2 separate regions of the Sus scrofa genome follow, and region 1 is linked to region 2. Evidence: chromatin contacts called from public HiChIP or PLAC-seq data. All regions are on one chromosome and are shown on one strand. The core of a region is the stretch at or near the end of the contact, and the rest is flanking DNA. Distances in the headings are between cores, read along the strand shown. Region 1 overlaps STAT5B (signal transducer and activator of transcription 5B). Region 2 overlaps CAVIN1 (polymerase I and transcript release factor).

Evidence for each region. HiChIP or PLAC-seq counts read pairs in DNA pulled down with a chosen protein or histone mark.
Region 1: an H3K27ac HiChIP or PLAC-seq map of skeletal muscle shows a contact between it and region 2. The contact joins two enhancer-like sites. A contact is called at or near these places in 1 of 5 promoter capture datasets (fetal liver), 7 of 47 Hi-C or Micro-C datasets (alveolar macrophages, blood, embryonic fibroblasts and 3 more) and 1 of 2 datasets of contacts at active chromatin or transcription factors (skeletal muscle).

The regions. Positions count from the first base shown.
Region 1 is chr12:20,561,333-20,564,268 of Sscrofa11.1, forward strand. STAT5B (signal transducer and activator of transcription 5B) reads left to right here. Exons shown (of 18, transcript NM_214168.1): 12 at 1,631-1,837. Among named protein-coding and RNA genes, the nearest start is that of STAT5B, 18 kb to the left of the region's middle. Within about 2 kb of position 1,674, at least 2 of the 83 cell types and tissues checked have an H3K27ac peak or open chromatin away from gene starts, as enhancers often do. A contact at or near this core is called in skeletal muscle, where this site is marked.
Region 2 is chr12:20,374,371-20,377,095 of Sscrofa11.1, forward strand. CAVIN1 (polymerase I and transcript release factor) reads left to right here. Exons shown (of 2, transcript XM_021066983.1): 1 at 1-2,028. The coding sequence starts at 1,354. Among named protein-coding and RNA genes, the nearest start is that of CAVIN1, 3.3 kb to the left of the region's middle. Within about 2 kb of position 1,336, at least 53 of the 83 cell types and tissues checked have an H3K27ac peak or open chromatin away from gene starts, as enhancers often do. A contact at or near this core is called in skeletal muscle, where this site is marked.

The DNA.
Region 1 (2,936 bases), core at 424-2,923, 190 kb after region 2:
TTCCATGGTATATGTATGTACCACATCTTCATTATCCTTTCATTTGTTGATGGGCATTTAGGTGGCTTCCATGTGTTGTCTATTGTAAACAGTGCTGCTGTGAACATTGGGGCGCATGTATCATTTTGAATTAGAGTTTTCTCCAGACGTATGCCCAGGAGTGGGATTGCGAGATCATATGACAACTCTATTTTTAGTTTTTTAAGGAACATCCATACTGTCCGCAGTGGCTGCACCACTTTACCTTCCCACCAACAGTATAGGAGATGGCTCCCTTTTCTTCACACCCTCCCCATTATGCTGCTTTAATATAAATACATACTTGTGGGAATTAATTCTACAGATATATTTGCGAATGTGCCAAGTGACATGAATAGGCTGCAGCACTGTTTGTAGTAGCCAAAGACTGGAGACTCGTGCGCAGATGTCCCCCTGCGAGGTTAAATATATTATTATTCCTCCATAGTGTAGAATAATGAGCAGCCTCGAAAGAAAATTTTATGTGCTGAGGCCTCTCAGATAAAATATTAAGTGAAAAAAAAAAAAAAGATGCAAGATGTGGGTTCTATATATTAAAAAAGGGGAAATGTATACATATTTGCCAGCATGTAAAGAATATCTTTGGAGGTATACCCAGTAAACTAGATTACAAGATTTAGGAAAGGAACTAGATTGCTGATGGACAGAGAAGGGAAATGACTTCACTGTAGGCCCTTCTGTGCTTTTGAAATTTTATATCATGTGGAGAAATTGCCTATTCCAAAAAAAAGTTACAATAATTAAAATGAAATACCGTGGCTGAATGGGATGAAAAGCCATTTATTAAAAATTCACATTCTGGAGTTCCCATCGTGGCGCAGTGGTTAACGAATCCAACTGGGAACCATGAGGTTGCGGGTTCGGTCCCTGCCCTTGCTCAGTGGGTTAAGGATCCGGCATTGCTGTGAGCTGTGGTGTAGGTTGCAGACGCGGCTTGGATCCCACGTTGCTGTGGCTCTGGCACGTAGGCTGGCGGCTACAGCTCCGATTCGACCCCTAGCCTGGGAACCTCCATATGCCACGGGAGCGGCCCAAAGAAATAGCAAAAAGACAAAAAAAAAAAAAAAATTCACATTCTAACCTGTTTTGCAGTAAAGTTGTCAGAGCACAGTTTCCACTCTTCCATAGTAAGTCCTTTCACTTTGAGCTGGAGTTCTTGGCAGAAGGGGTCAAGGGCACGGATGACGGTTGCGCACCCACATATGAACACACACATTCTCTCTCTGCACCTAGAGAACCAGTCTTGTGGATTTGTACTCCCTTTGAGTTTATAGTGTCAGAGTCAGACTTTGGTCATGTTTTGTCTCCGTGACCATGAGAGCATGGGATCAGACAGTATGTCCAGCAGCTCTTTTACGGAACAGCACTGATAGCTTCCAAGTGGCATGTGAAGACAGTGAGATGGAACCTTCTCAATGTCCCAGAACCGCAAACCCCGCGAAGGTTTGAGTTTAGCCCCACGCTCAGCCAGACAAGTGTTTGCAACTCCATCCCCTCCTCAGTGGTTTTCTTTTTCGGGCTGAGGGGATAAATCCTGCAGGTGTTTTCTCCTAAGGTTCTGGCTTCTCTCCCCTTCACCCCACCCCCGCAGGGCAGGGTGCCCTTTGCGGTGCCTGACAAAGTCCTGTGGCCGCAGCTGTGCGAGGCGCTCAACATGAAATTCAAGGCCGAGGTGCAGAGCAACCGGGGCCTGACCAAGGAGAACCTCGTGTTCCTGGCGCAGAAGCTCTTCAACAGCAGCAGCAGCCATCTGGAGGACTACAGCGGCATGTCTGTGTCCTGGTCCCAGTTCAACAGGGTGAGGGCCCCCGCCTGCTGCAATCAGATCAGCCCCTCCAGGCCAGACCCCTCGGGAGCATCCCTGCCCCGGGCCCCCGTTCCTCATGCCTCTAATACACCATGCCCACGGTAATAGGAAGCCTCTGAAAGCCACATGCTTTGTGTGTGTGTGTGTAGAAAATTTTGTGCTTGAATATTTAAGCAAACGGCTTTGCATGCATTTTCTTCCTTTGTAAAGGAAACAGCAAAGCAAATGATCACATAACTCATGAGAAGTAAAGCTTTGGTGATGCTCAGAACTCCATGGCTCAGTCCCCTTGACTCTCTGAGGCTCCTTGAGTGTAATGCAAAGTCAGACTCCCATGGGGCCCTCAGCCCTCAAAAGAGGGTGCCAATGAAGGCCACATTTCCTCTAGCCTCAGGCAGTTCAGATGCCACCTGTCACATCTTCGATTTTAAATTGAACGTTTGTGTCTTTGCATCCATGGCCACCCCCGTGTTTTAAGTGCCCCAGTTCAAAGATCTCATAGTCTCTGAGTCTAACTCTTTTAAATGGCTGTGTGTTAACCAGCTAGCCAACAGGTTTGCTGGTAGTCAGAGGAGGTTCGATAGGGGAAGCAGGAGGCCTTGGTAGTCTGTCTTTTCCGTTGCAGAATCATGCCTTCCAGCAGAATCAGATAACTGCACTTTGCTGATAATTATTGCAGCAGCTGTATGATGGCGTGTTCTCTGTGGCCTCACAGTGTGATCTAGTCCAGTTCAAATTTACACATCACCTGGGCAGCTTGTTAAGGCGCAGGCTCAGCTTCAGCAGGTCTGAAATGGGGCTTGATATTTTGCGTTTCCCAGAGGCTCCCTGGCAACGCTGCCGCTGCGGGTCACAGACCACACATCAAAAACAGTAAAGGAGGGGGCCCAGTCTTTAGGGCCTTAGCCTCCTGTGACCCTCTTATGCCTGTCAAAGCAATAAAGCTATTCTTTTCTCCTTTGCTCCGCCCCCCCCCCCCAAAAGCAAAGAACAAGTCAGTCCAGATGCAGGGGCAAGTGTTTGTAGCCGAGATCCACGGACTGTTGGTAACTGCTCTGTGGTATTTCCCCCTTCTTCTGTCTTTTCCTCT
Region 2 (2,725 bases), core at 86-2,585:
ATCCCCCCACTACCCCAGATTATCGCGGACGATCCCAGGCTATCCCACACTATTCCAGACAGTCAACTTTTCAGCTCCTTTCTGGCTTGGTAGGTTCTCTAACTAGATTAATAGGGCCCGGGCTCCCCACCAAACACTTTCCCACTCTTCCTAATGATAATGCCTGCCAGACTAGAAGTGACCTTTTGCCAAGACCATCATCTATCCAGCTGGGGAAACCCAAGCTTGGTTTCCTAAGCAGGGAAAAGGTTTGTGGCTTTTCTAGGGTAAAGGGGGGCAGTGCTGCTTCAGGGAACTCACAGCTCCAGTCCCGTGTTAGGGGCCTAAATAGGGGAGAATGGGCAGTTTCTCCTCCCTGGACTTTTGAGCTATGGGCCCTCCTTGATTGTGCTCAGAGATGCCTGCTGCTTGACACCCATTATGGTTGAAAACATGTTTGTAGTTAATCCTCAAGTCAACAGGCTGGTGCACATCTGGGTCGGCCCTTCCCTGTCCCAGTACAGCCTGCTAAGGTGGAAAGTGCGAGAGAGGAGTTTTCACACCTGGTTCGAGTGCCACGTCAGTGCTAACCAGCTAATAACCTCCTGGCAAGTCACCATCCCTCTCCAAGCCCTCATTCCGGGTCCGATGGCTCTGACCGCGGAGCACCCGTCTCCAGAGAGGCAGAGGTACTCCCAACCCTGCTCTCCAGACTGGTGTCAGCCAGACGTCTGAGGCAGGCAGAAACACAGCGAAAGGTGAGAGATGAGTAAAAGGCTTTAGTTTCTATTTTATCACCCATCTGAATCCTCCTCTGAGGATAATTCTAAGAGGAACCTCCAGGAAGCTTGGCAGCCCCTCACTACCACTGACTCTAATTTCAGTTCTCCCTTGCCTTGGGCAAACCACCCCTCAAGCTTTCACGACACTGGTGGGTAACTTGGCGGGCTAGACAATTAGAAACCTCTCTGAAAAGACTGTGGAAGCCATGGATCCTTTCCCTCTCAAAAACTGGACAAAATACAAAATTTTGCACATAATCTCGGGATCTCCTGTCGCGTCTGTCGACCCGACCTGGAACTGAAAAATGCAGAGGTGGGTTTGGGAGTGAGCGAAAAAAGCGAGAGGGAAACGTACAGCAACACTCCGGGACCTGTTTCCCTTCCCCAGCTCACATTCCTCAGCCCCGTTCCCGCTCCCGCCGCCTCCGCTGCCGGCGGAGGCCCTAGTCTCCCGCTCCAACTATTCCAACCATCCTGGGAAGGGTGGGGCGCTCGGCTCTTGGGTCCCCCTGGGTTGCCCCCCCTTCCCCAGCGTCGGTCTCCCCTTCTGCCCCGGTCCCTCCTTTTCTGGGGTCGGGCCAGCCAATGGGCGATGAGACTCCGGGGTTTGGTCTGGGAGCCGGGGAACTCACCGATCCCCCGCCCCACAGTTCTGGCCACCGTCCCGGTGCGCACGGACGTGGCTCGAGTTTCCTCCGCTATCCACTCTCTCCCCTCCTGCTCTTCCTCTTCTCCGGGTCTCCTGTTCCAGCTCCAGCCGGCAGGACCCGCACGGCTCCGGGCAGCCATGGAGGACACCCAGCTCCACATCATCGAGCAGCCGCTTCCCGGGTACTCTGACGCCGGGGACCAGGGGTCCTCCTCCATGGGGGCTCCGGCGGCCGCGGCGGCCGAGGAGCCGTCGGGGGCCGGCTCTGAGGAGCTGATCAAATCGGACCAGGTGAACGGCGTGCTGGTACTGAGCCTTCTGGACAAAATCATCGGCGCCGTCGACCAGATCCAGCTGACCCAAGCCCAGCTGGAAGAGCGGCAGGCGGAGATGGAGGGCGCCGTGCAGAGCATCCAGGGCGAGCTGAGCAAGCTGGGCAAGGCACACGCCACCACCAGCAACACGGTGAGCAAGTTGCTGGAGAAGGTGCGCAAGGTCAGCGTCAACGTGAAGACCGTGCGCGGCAGCCTGGAACTCCAGGCAGGCCAGATCAAGAAGCTGGAGGTCAACGAGGCCGAGCTGCTGCGGCGCCGAAACTTTAAAGTCATGATCTACCAGGTGAGCTGGCGGGCGGACCGCGCCCAGAGGCCCACTTTTCCCCTTACTGGAGCTTGGGGTGGGGGAAGCCGCCCGTGGCGCGGCTCTTCTGCCAGCCTGGCTCCGCTCGGGGGACCCAGCCTTCTTCCGGTGAGGGTTGCAGGGGTGGGGTGCCGTGGGGTGGGTGGCGGGCTCCTGGAGCGCGCAGAGGGGCGCGCTCTGCACTCCGCGCCTCCTCTCTTACCCAGGCCCCTCCCTCCGGTGTCAAATGCGTAGCAGAACTGAGTTAGGGTGCTGGTCTCAGGAACAATGACCCTCGCAGGTAGCTCCCGACCTAGCTCTGTCAAGTCTCCCTATTTGGAGGAAGTTTTGGGGAAAGCCGGGGTGCCTGGCGGACACTGGGGCCCGCTGTAAGCGGACACTGGCCGCGCGGGCCCGAGTTTGGGGCCTCCGGCGCTGCCCGCCCGATATAGCGGGTGATTCAGGGCTCAGGCACGCACTGCGGGGGCTGCGCCAGGAGAGGGACGCGACTGCCAGCACGCCCCCGCGGACCCTTCGCCCACGCATCAGCCTCGGCTGCCTACGCCGTCCCCGCGCTGCATCTGCTCCCGCCTCCTGGCCTCTTCGCACTTTCAGCCCTTGGAGGCACCCTAACCCAGGGCGCCCCGTACCCTTGGCCTCTTGGAAGCAATCGACGGGAGCGTGGTGTGAGGAGTGC